Linked DNA regions of Rattus norvegicus: region 2 is linked to region 1. The links are chromatin contacts, called in public Hi-C maps. All regions are on one chromosome and are shown on one strand. The core of a region is the stretch at or near the end of the contact, and the rest is flanking DNA. Distances in the headings are between cores, read along the strand shown.

What was found. Hi-C and Micro-C count contacts between places; a contact is called where the count stands out from the background.
Region 2: a Hi-C map of liver shows a contact between it and region 1, with 3 times the contacts expected there. The contact joins two enhancer-like sites. A contact is called at or near these places in 2 of 12 Hi-C or Micro-C datasets (kidney and liver).

Annotation. Positions count from the first base shown.
Region 1 is chr2:54,445,954-54,451,194 of GRCr8, forward strand. It overlaps a transcript of Ghr not described here. Among named protein-coding and RNA genes, the nearest start is that of Ghr, 16 kb to the left of the region's middle. Within about 2 kb of position 1,613, at least 6 of the 93 cell types and tissues checked have an H3K27ac peak or open chromatin away from gene starts, as enhancers often do. A contact at or near this core is called in liver, where this site is marked.
Region 2 is chr2:54,526,519-54,531,607 of GRCr8, forward strand. It overlaps a transcript of Ghr not described here. Among named protein-coding and RNA genes, the nearest start is that of Ghr, 97 kb to the left of the region's middle. Within about 2 kb of position 1,508, at least 1 of the 93 cell types and tissues checked has an H3K27ac peak or open chromatin away from gene starts, as enhancers often do. A contact at or near this core is called in liver, where this site is marked.

The DNA of each region.
Region 1 (5,241 bases), core at 363-2,862:
GCCCTGGGTTCGGTCCCCAGCTCCGGGAAAAAAAAAAAAAAAGAAAGACAAGCAGTGCTTATCCCAAGTCTGAGATTTTTACATTTTTCCTTCTTAAGTTCTTGCTCTATCGCTCATCTCCAAGTCAGTCTTCTTCCTTCTTTTTTTCCCCTATTGTTTCTCCCTGTTTGTTCCCAAGGTCAGACCTACTCTAAGATGTTTTTATGTATTGAACCACACAAAGAAGATCATACTTGTACCCTAGCCAATTTTCTGCTGGCTCTTGTGATAAGATTGGCACAGCCCGTGGTTTTCTGGGCAGGTGGCTGGGGCAAACTTTGAAACTCAGTTGTTTGCACTCGATTGGCAGGATGTGTAAATATTTACACGAGGGTTCATATCATATGTCATGTTGTAGAGCAGGAGACCCTGGTACCCAAGGCCACACAGTTGGGAAGCAGCTGAACCAGGATTCTAGGCAGCCTGCCTGACCTACGGTCACCAGCAGCCACTGGACTGTGCAGTCTCTTCTGGTTTTCTCAGAGTCACACTTAGGATTGATATGACTATTTATACATTGTAAGTTGGACAGTAGCAGTGATATCTATGCGATTAGCCTCTGAGGCACTTGAGAAAACCCCAACTCTTACTTTATCAAACTGCCACACAGTTGGTTTTAAAGGTAGCTGATAGAACACTTCATTGAGGTTGTCTGCATTACCGTTTCCACCTGAAGTCTTACCTCTTCTGTAATGAGGCCCACTGATGAACGCAGGATCAAAATACTAACTAGAGGCACTAATGATCCCAGCAAATGGCAGAAAGTGAATAAAAACAAAAATCTAACCTCTTAAATGTCACAGTTATTCTCTGTACCCATACTCCCAAATAAATCAAATAAAAGCTTGGGCTTTGGTACCATTTATCGTTGTTCTTTGTTTCTGTGATCAAGTAGAGTTTTCATTGGGGTAAAGTTTTGTATTTGAATTAAATAGCTTCATGGGGTGAAGGCTAGAAGAGTAACTCCTTGGAGACTAGCATACCTAATGAACTAATTCAGAGTCTGTGAGAAAGCAGGAGAAATGGCATGGTTGCTCCAGTGTCCCTTTTACCAGAGACTGTAACTATGCTCTATTCTATTTACAACCATACCCTGCTCTTCCTGGTTGTAAGGACTGGAAGACTGGACCACCCACTGCACATCCCCAGCTAAATAAACAGCTGTAGTTGAGAGAAGTGCAAAATTCTTGGCTTGTTCTTTTATAGCCACCCAGTGTTAATTCAAGACTGAGTTCCAACAGGATACAGACTGCATCCAACAGTGTGAAACCAGGATCCCAATTAAAGCTCCTGGCAAACACGCATTCATTAGGTAAGCGCTCAACTTGCACCCATCATCACCCTCCCTCTGTCTGAATGATGCCTGAGGCTATAAAAGCCAACCCAATTGAGATGGCGCAGAGTATGAACACTGAAGCGAAGTGCAGCGGCCCAAGAAGCTGGCTTTATTGGTAAGATGGCCCTTTTCAACAACAGGAAGAGAAGACTCAGGAAGATGAAGACAGAGAAGCATGAGAACAAGGGTAACCAGTAGCAAATTCTGCATGAAGGACATCGCTAGCAGTTGTCAACAGTAGCTAGCTGCATGAAAGGCTTTGCCTATGCCAAAATAAACTATGAGGGAAAGACGTATCCAGATAGACAAAGTTGCTCCCTGGATTTGCAGCTATTTTACTTGATGGCTATTCCTTTATTTTTTTGGAGAGGAATCAGGCTTAGAATATTCACAGAAATATTTGCATATTTGTATCTAGGGTCTATCATGTGTAAGGTGCCACATTTCAGTTAAGCCTGTATCATGCTTTCTATAACCTGTGGGCTAATCAGCTTCAACAGTTCCCGTCAGTACCCTTGATCGAAGGTGACTGCCCTTTCCTGGCCCCTCTCAGGAGACTGTTGGCTTTACGATCTTAGTTGTAAGCACTGCCTGTCTTGGATACTCTTCTTCATCAAAAACCTCAAAAAAGGTCCAACAAATAGGTCTTCAAAAGTCTAGCCGGAGGTCACAGACTGAGTCAAGACACCTTGCTGTTAAGGTGTAAATGCAATGTAAATGTTCCCAATTGGCTGGTGGTACTGTTTTTTGTGGGGTAGATGGTAAGACTTTTTAGATGTGTGATACAGCTGGCAGACAAAGGGCTTTCCCTAAAGCCTGAGCCTCTCTGATTCCTGGTTGGTGACCCATTCAAGCAAATATCATGTGCTACTTTTGCCCACCTACTCCACCAAACGAAACCTTTCTTTCCTCTAGTCACTGCTCTCAGGAGTTTCTTTACACTGAGGAGTAGAGTAAATAAGTAGTGCAGAGACTGGGCTGTCATAAACCTAACTAGAGGGTTCATAAGCCTTTGGGATTGGTTTGGGGGAAGGATGTGGCAAGACTTGGAGCTGTAGGCTACCTAAGCGTTAGAATGCCATAAGTAGAACGTAATGTGGCCCTCTGGTGAGAGGCCAGCAGAACAGAGTAATGAAGACGGCGAAGGCAGCACTCAGGAGGTTTCAGGGGGAATAATGACTCTTATCAAGAGCAAGTGAGGCTATTCCTGTTACATCATAGAAATGGATCAAGCCGTGTTCTATCTGTGTCCTGGAATCTTGACTGAGGTGGAATTCAAAAGTAATAGTTGTTTGGCGAAAGAAATTTCGAGACAGCTCAACATCTAAGCTCTGGCATGGTTATTGCTCAATATTTTCAGTGATGTTTACTAAAGTAAGAAGCAGAACAGAATGATATGAAAACGTGCTTCTTGGAGTGTGAAAACAGATAAAGTTGTAGGCAGGAAGAATGGCTGCGAACAATGCCAGCATTTGTTAAAGAAACTAGTAGCATTAAAAAGAAGGCTTGAGGAAATTCAAAAAATCATCAGATCTTACTATAAAAACCTATATTCAACAAAACTTGAAAATCTTCAGGAAATGGACAATTTCCTAGACAGATACCAGGGACCGAAGTTAAATCAGGAACAGATAAACCAGTTAAACAACCCCATAACTCCTAAGGAAATAGAAGCAGTCATTAAAGGTCTCCCAACCAAAAAGAGCCCAGGTCCAGACGGGTTTAGTGCAGAATTCTATCAAACCTTCATAGAAGACCTCATACCAATATTATCCAAACTATTCCACAAAATTGAAACAGATGGATCACTACCGAATACCTTCTACGAAGCCACAATTACTCTTATACCTAAACTACACAAAGACACAACAAAGAAAGAGAACTACAGACCAATTTCCCTTATGAATATCGACGCAAAAATACTCAACAAAATTCTGGCAAACCGAATCCAAGAGCACATCAAAACAATCATCCACCATGACCAGGTAGGCTTCATCCCAGGCATGCAGGGATGGTTTAATATACGGAAAACCATCAACGTGAACCATTATATAAACAAACTGAAAGAACAAAACCACATGATCATTTCATTAGACGCTGAGAAAGCATTTGACAAAATTCAACACCCCTTCATGATAAAAGTCCTGGAAAGAATAGGAATTCAAGGCCCATACCTGAACATAGTAAAAGCCATATACGGCAAACCAGTTGCTAACATTAAACTAAATGGAGAGAAACTTGAAGCAATCCCACTAAAATCAGGGCCTAGACAAGGCTGCCCACTCTCTCCCTACTTATTCAATATAGTTCTTGAAGTTCTAGCCAGAGCAATCAGACAACAAAAGGAGGTCAAGGGGATACAGATCGGAAAAGAAGAGGTCAAAATATCACTATTTGCAGATGATATGATAGTATATTTAAGTGATCCCAAAAGTTCCACCAGAGAACTACTAAAGCTGATAAATAACTTCAGCAAAGTGGCTGTGTATAAAATTAACTCAAATAAATCAGTTGCCTTCCTCTATACAAAAGAGAAACAAGCCGAGAAAGAAATTAGGGAAACGACACCCTTCATAATAGACCCAAATAATATAAAGTACCTCGGTGTGACTTTAACCAAGCAAGTAAAAGATCTGTACAATAAGAACTTCAAGACACTGAAGAAGGAAATTGAAGAAGACCTCAGAAGATGGAAAGATCTCCCATGCTCATGGATTGGCAGGATTAATATGGTAAAAATGGCCATTTTACCAAAAGCAATCTACAGATTCAATGCAATCCCCATCAAAATACCAATCCAATTCTTCAAAGAGTTAGACAGAACAATTTGCAAATTCATCTGGAATAACAAAAAACCCAGGAGAGCTAAAGCTATCCTCAACAATAAAAGGACTTCAGGGGGAATCACTATCCCTGAACTCAAGCAGTATTACAGAGCAATAGTGATAAAAACTGCATGGTATTGGTACAGAAACAGACAGATAGACCAATGGAATAGAATTGAAGACCCAGAAATGAACCCACACACCTATGGTCACTTGATTTTTGACAAAGGAGCCAAAACCATCCAATGGAAAAAAGATAGCATTTTCAGCAAATGGTGCTGGTTCAACTGGAGGTCAACATGTAGAGGAATGCAGATCGATCCATGCTTATCACTCTGTACAAAGCTTAAGTCCAAGTGGATCAAGGACCTCCACATCAAACCAGACACACTCAAACTAATAGAAGAAAAACTAGGGAAGCATCTGGAACACATGGGCACTGGAAAAAATTTCCTGAACAAAACACCAATGGCTTACGCTCTAAGATCAAGAATCGACAAATGGGATCTCATAAAACTGCAAAGCTTCTGTAAGGCAAAGGACACTGTGGTTAGGACAAAACGGCAACCAACAGATTGGGAAAAGATCTTTACCAATCCTACAACAGATAGAGGCCTTATATCCAAAATATACAAAGAACTCAAGAAGTTAGACCGCAGGGAAACAAATAACCCTATTAAAAAATGGGGCTCAGAGCTAAACAAAGAATTCACAGCTGAGGAATGCCGAATGGCTGAGAAACACCTAAAGAAATGTTCAACATCTTTAGTCATAAGGGAAATGCAAATCAAAACAACCCTGAGATTTCACCTCACACCAGTGAGAATGGCTAAGGTCAAAAACTCAGGGGACAGCAGATGCTGGCGAGGATGCGGAGAAAGAGGAACACTCCTCCATTGTTGGTGGGGTTGCAAACTGGTACAACCATTCTGGAAATCAGTCTGGAGGATCCTCAGAAAATTGGACATTGAACTGCCTGAGGATCCAGCTATACCTCTCTTGGGCATATACCCAAAAGATGCCCCAACATATAAAAAAGAC
Region 2 (5,089 bases), core at 258-2,757, 80 kb after region 1:
TCATTATCTACATTTCTTTGCCCCAGACTATCTCTGGACACTCCTGTTATCTCAATTGCTCAGTATGTCTTCCTACTACTAAGGCAAAGCCATCAATGGAATATTTATTTAGCGTCTGTGAAAAGTCAGATATCACTTGGGCAGTATCTTTCAGAAAGATAAGATACAACAGTTTTAATGTGAGAGATATCATTTCTCTTCATTCTCTGGCTTCTTGTTTTAATATCTTTTATTTGCTCAATATAAACATGGTATATATTTTCAGCTATCATGACCTTCTTCAAGGATTCTGGTACTTTTCTCTATCCTTATGGGATGATAACTTTGAATATATATAATATTTACAATTCATCATTCTTCTATCCTTTACCAGGCAATTTTTCCCTTTGTTTTGCCAAATTGACATTTTCCAGGCTAAAAAGCACATAGCTTGAAGGTCCCTGGAAAGGCAACTGACAGGACAAATCCTGAGTCATCACACTGCCCAAGACCAAAGTTGACTTTCTGACAATTAGAAAGGAAAATTGAAGTTTGAGCTTATCAGCCATCATCCAAGTCCAGATGGGCTTACAGCATCAGATATCACAAGAGCTTTAAGCAAGCGAGGGACCTGCTTATGACTCCGTTCTGCATAGCTCCATTCTGCTTTCCCTTACAATGACAACACCAGAGGAGAAAAGTGGACATGATTCTTAATACACTAACTACATTTTCAAAGCAAAATAATAAAGAGTTGTTTGACAAATGAATTGTTATAAGTCTCTCATACGTTACAGGAACTAAAATAAAACGTCTCTTTTAAGATTTTTTTAATGAAAATCTTTCTTTTACATGTTTTGCTTTATTTTCTAAACTAGTGAAGAAACAATCAAGTGATTATTGTATCAAATATGTTTATGGAGCACAGTAAGTTGTTCCTTGCTGGAAGGTTCATAAAAATGCACCTTCAGTTTGTGGACAATTCTGAGCAGGTGGCAAGGAGATTGATAATTTGTTGAGAAGCCCAAGACCTCAAACCAATCACAGCAGACCTCAAACCAATCACTGTATGAGCCACTGATGCTAAAGATCCTATGCAGAAATACAAGGTAGACCTTACTATATTCTCAGGGGAGGAAAGTAAGTTCCAGAGGAGCTCATCATCACCATTTGAGTGGTAAATTCCCAGTCAATGAGCCCTAAAGGGTTTGCTTTTTTAACCCCACCCTTTTTCACACATAAGTCAGCTTTCCCATCTCACAGCAAGGTTGCTTAGACCTTAGAAATCATGAGTAGCAGAACACTCATCTAATTCCCAGCTAGACGTACTGCAGGATATGGGGACCTAATTGCCTACGGATGTTAGAGTATAGCTTCTAATGGAGACCGAGCACTTTAGTGTTGCCTGGGACATTAGCAAGCCATTTACCTCCTGAGTAAAAAGTGAGTTGTTGATTTAGTCATGTCCTCTACCTGCGTCTCAAACCCCGTTGCCAAAGGAAGCATTTCTGTCCAGTGTACTTTCACCTCATTTGGGGCCAGATGGCACACTCTATGGGACTCGGGCAGAACAAGCCTTCAATAAATGTTTGATTGCCATTAGTGACTCACGATCATGAAAGCAGACACAATAAGGTCCATGAAAGAAATACATCCTAGTCAGAACCTGTCTGCAACACACAGCTGCAACTCGCTGATCTTCAGAAAATCCTAATCCTGTCATTTTCTTGGTAGGTACACTCCTTCATAGGGAGGGAAAGTTAAGGAGCTATCTACATAGCATATAAAATTATATTTATTTCTCTTATTACACTTTGTATGAAGTAATAGCAAGTGTGGGCTTGAGGAACCCGTGAGATGGTTACAACATTGACTATAGATTCATAGTAATCTGAAAAGAACATATTGTTGTCTCCCTTATAGGGTTGAAATTAGTTAATGGTATAAAGAGACGGCTGATTAAACACCATAGATGTTAAACTGTCTTTATAGATAGAATGTATAAAACCAAGAGTTCCTAATCTGTGTTTTGGGCAAAATATATTAATTAGGGGCAGAGAGAATGGGGAACTTGAGGCAAATTGTTCATAACAGAGAAGGGTAAGGTTCGATGGTGGTAAGAAAGACTCCTAGGACAGGTAACAAAAATTTAAGGGAAAGAGCACAGGGCTTCCAAATATAGAAAGATTTCTAAACAACAGGAAGGAAAATTAGATTCAATCGAAGAATAGGAGAATAGGGAATTTTTAAAAGTTGATTTGGTACGAGGTTGAATTTTCTCCAAAGAAAGTTCTAGAATTGATTGGCCAGGGAGAAGGTGAGGTTGCAATTCACTATTTCTAGGAGGCGATAGACTAGCTATTGAAGTGGAGAGTCACACACTACCGAACGTTACCTTTGAAGTAGTTATCGAGCTAAGCAGCTCTATTATTGGGTATAAGATTGTCACTATAGCAGTTCCAGGTGGGGAAAGCATCACTTTCTAAAAAGGGCATTCTGCCCTGCTTACACATCAGGCTGAGGGGTTGACTTTAGTCTTATCAAACTCAAATTCTCACCAACTCTAACTTAAGTGCTCATAGCATTCAAATCATGGCTACATCAGGGTAGCTCCCCCCCCCCCCCTTCATGCCGGGGTTTGACCCTAGTGCCTTACACTTACTATGTGCTCATTCTCTGCTACACCCAGCCTTCTTTTATAAAGAAAATTGTGTTTGTATAGCCACACACACCAAGGAGCAGAAGTATTTCCATTATTGACATATTTAAAGATGCAGTCTTGAAGAGCAAGCACACATCACTTCTTGGTCTTTTTGGCTGAGACTGAGTTTAAAGCAACCGGACCTCCAAAATTATGTCATTTGCTGGTGGAAACTGCTAAGAAGCTTAATCCTCTGGTTAGTAGATTTTTACAAGTAGAGACCACGTTTTGTTGTAAGTTAAACAATCTGGTGTCCCATATTCCCTCATATCACTCAGATTTATCTGTACATTAACAATGCTTAGCAGCAGATAGCCAAAAAGGCTGGCCAAGTTGGAACAACTTCAAGATCTGTTTCCACACTGGGGTGTTTCGTGCACTTGGCAGAAGCAGGCTGCAACTGTAGCTTCATTTATTACGCTGTGCTATAAACATTATGTCCTGAGCTAACAAGACACTCCACATGACGGTCCCATAGGTTACCAAGCACTGTAAACATCTGTTAAAACGGGCGCCAGAGACAGCATAGTCAAGGCCTGTAGTGTCCATTGGAAAGTGGTTTATGAGGTGCAGTCTACTGTTTAAAAATGAATAATCAAAAACACAGCCGCAAACCCTGGCTAAAACAAATATTTGCCAGGCAAAGTTAGGCTCATTTTGAAACACTATGTGGTAATGCCCTCACGTCACCACTGTAGTCACAGACTCGTTTCACACCTTGCTCATTGAGCCTTGGTCTTCCACGGTATTCAGGAGACCATAACTGTAATCTCACTGTGATCTATTTACTCCCAAAAGAAAAAGAAGGGACATTTGAGTATTGATTGACCGATTTCTTTTCCCTCTAGATCAATGTGAAGACAAAATTTATAAGGACAGAAGAAGGCAATGAAGAACTCATAGGGCTTTGTAATCCACAGATGACAATTGCCCAGAGTTTCTTGGCAAGCAGGCAGCCTTCTAGTCCATCCAGAGGTCTATCTGGAGGGGAAATGAGTGTCTGGAGCCCTCTTGGCATCTGATCTCAGAACAGAGCTTTGCTTTTCTCAAAGGAGAGAGAATTTTCCAGCTACAGCATATACATACATTCTTGCATACATGCATAAGTACATAATACATATATGTGTGCACAGCATATATATGTATATTACATACATATATAATACACATGTATATTATGTATGTATACTATATACACATTCAATGCCAATGCATACATACCTATATAATATATACATTAATATGCATATATAATATATAATCTTTGTTTTCTGTTATTTTACTTCATTTCCATGTAACATTTTAATCTGTGAAAATATTTCAGTAGCTGTCCCCTCAAGAATAACAGAAACCTCCTGTAATCCATGTAGGACGCAGCCTAGAGTACTCGTTGCTACTGCACACCCAGTTTCTGTAGGAAGAGGTAAGCGCTGTCTCAGCCACATCCGGGGAGTTAAGGAGTAAACACTCCTGACTGAGACCTCTATTATTCCCTTGGACAGGAACAGCAGCATCCTGAGAGACACACAGATCCACAGTGAATCTGCTCTGGTCTCTCAAATTCTGTAACCACACATGCACGCATCTCCTAGATGTGCAAATGCCCTCCCATTCAGCTTTCCTGAGAGCTCCAGAAACCACCATTTCCAGTCTTCAGACCTTCCAGGGCAGGGAAGTTAGGTGTTTTTAAGTCCAGGAAATTTATTCCTATTCGGGAGCAGCTGTGTCTCCCCAACTCTCTCACTTCCCATTACCTTTCCCTGTCTGGCCAAGATCTCATGAAGATACAAACAGCAGGCAGCATCTCTATGGTTTCTTTCTCTCTCTCAACACCCTGTTTCAAGAGACCAACACACCTCCCAGTGCGCTCCCACACACGCATGCAAACACACACAGCACATATATACTGTACACCCCTTCAGCACAAACACCAGAGCTACACCACGGAACCCTGCAGCCTGGTCAGAGCCGACTTACTCCCCGGTGCTATATATAAAGTTCTTGCCCAGAAATAGATTTCCCCACGCACCCACAAGTGGATAGTCCTATCCTACACCCTCTGCTTGCTGCCAGCTCTCTCTCTTTCTCTCCAGACATGCTTCTACCGGACTCACCCGCTCAGCGCTCAAGACTCTGCAGTTCCATCAGAACTTTGAGCCTGGTTGATTTCATAATCACGAGTGTGTCCAGAGCTGAGGACAGTTTGGCTTGCCACAATTTCCACCCACCCCAGTTCATGGAGACTGGTGGCAGTGACTCTACTGACGCCAGCTCTTTGCGGCTGCAGCCTGCACAGAGGTGCAAAGGCAGCGCGCTGCAGGGGTCCTGTGCTCACAACCCACCTTCCAGAGTCCCTGGGATCATTACACCCGGGAACTCGCTTCAGACAGCAGCCTTTACAGTCCTTGC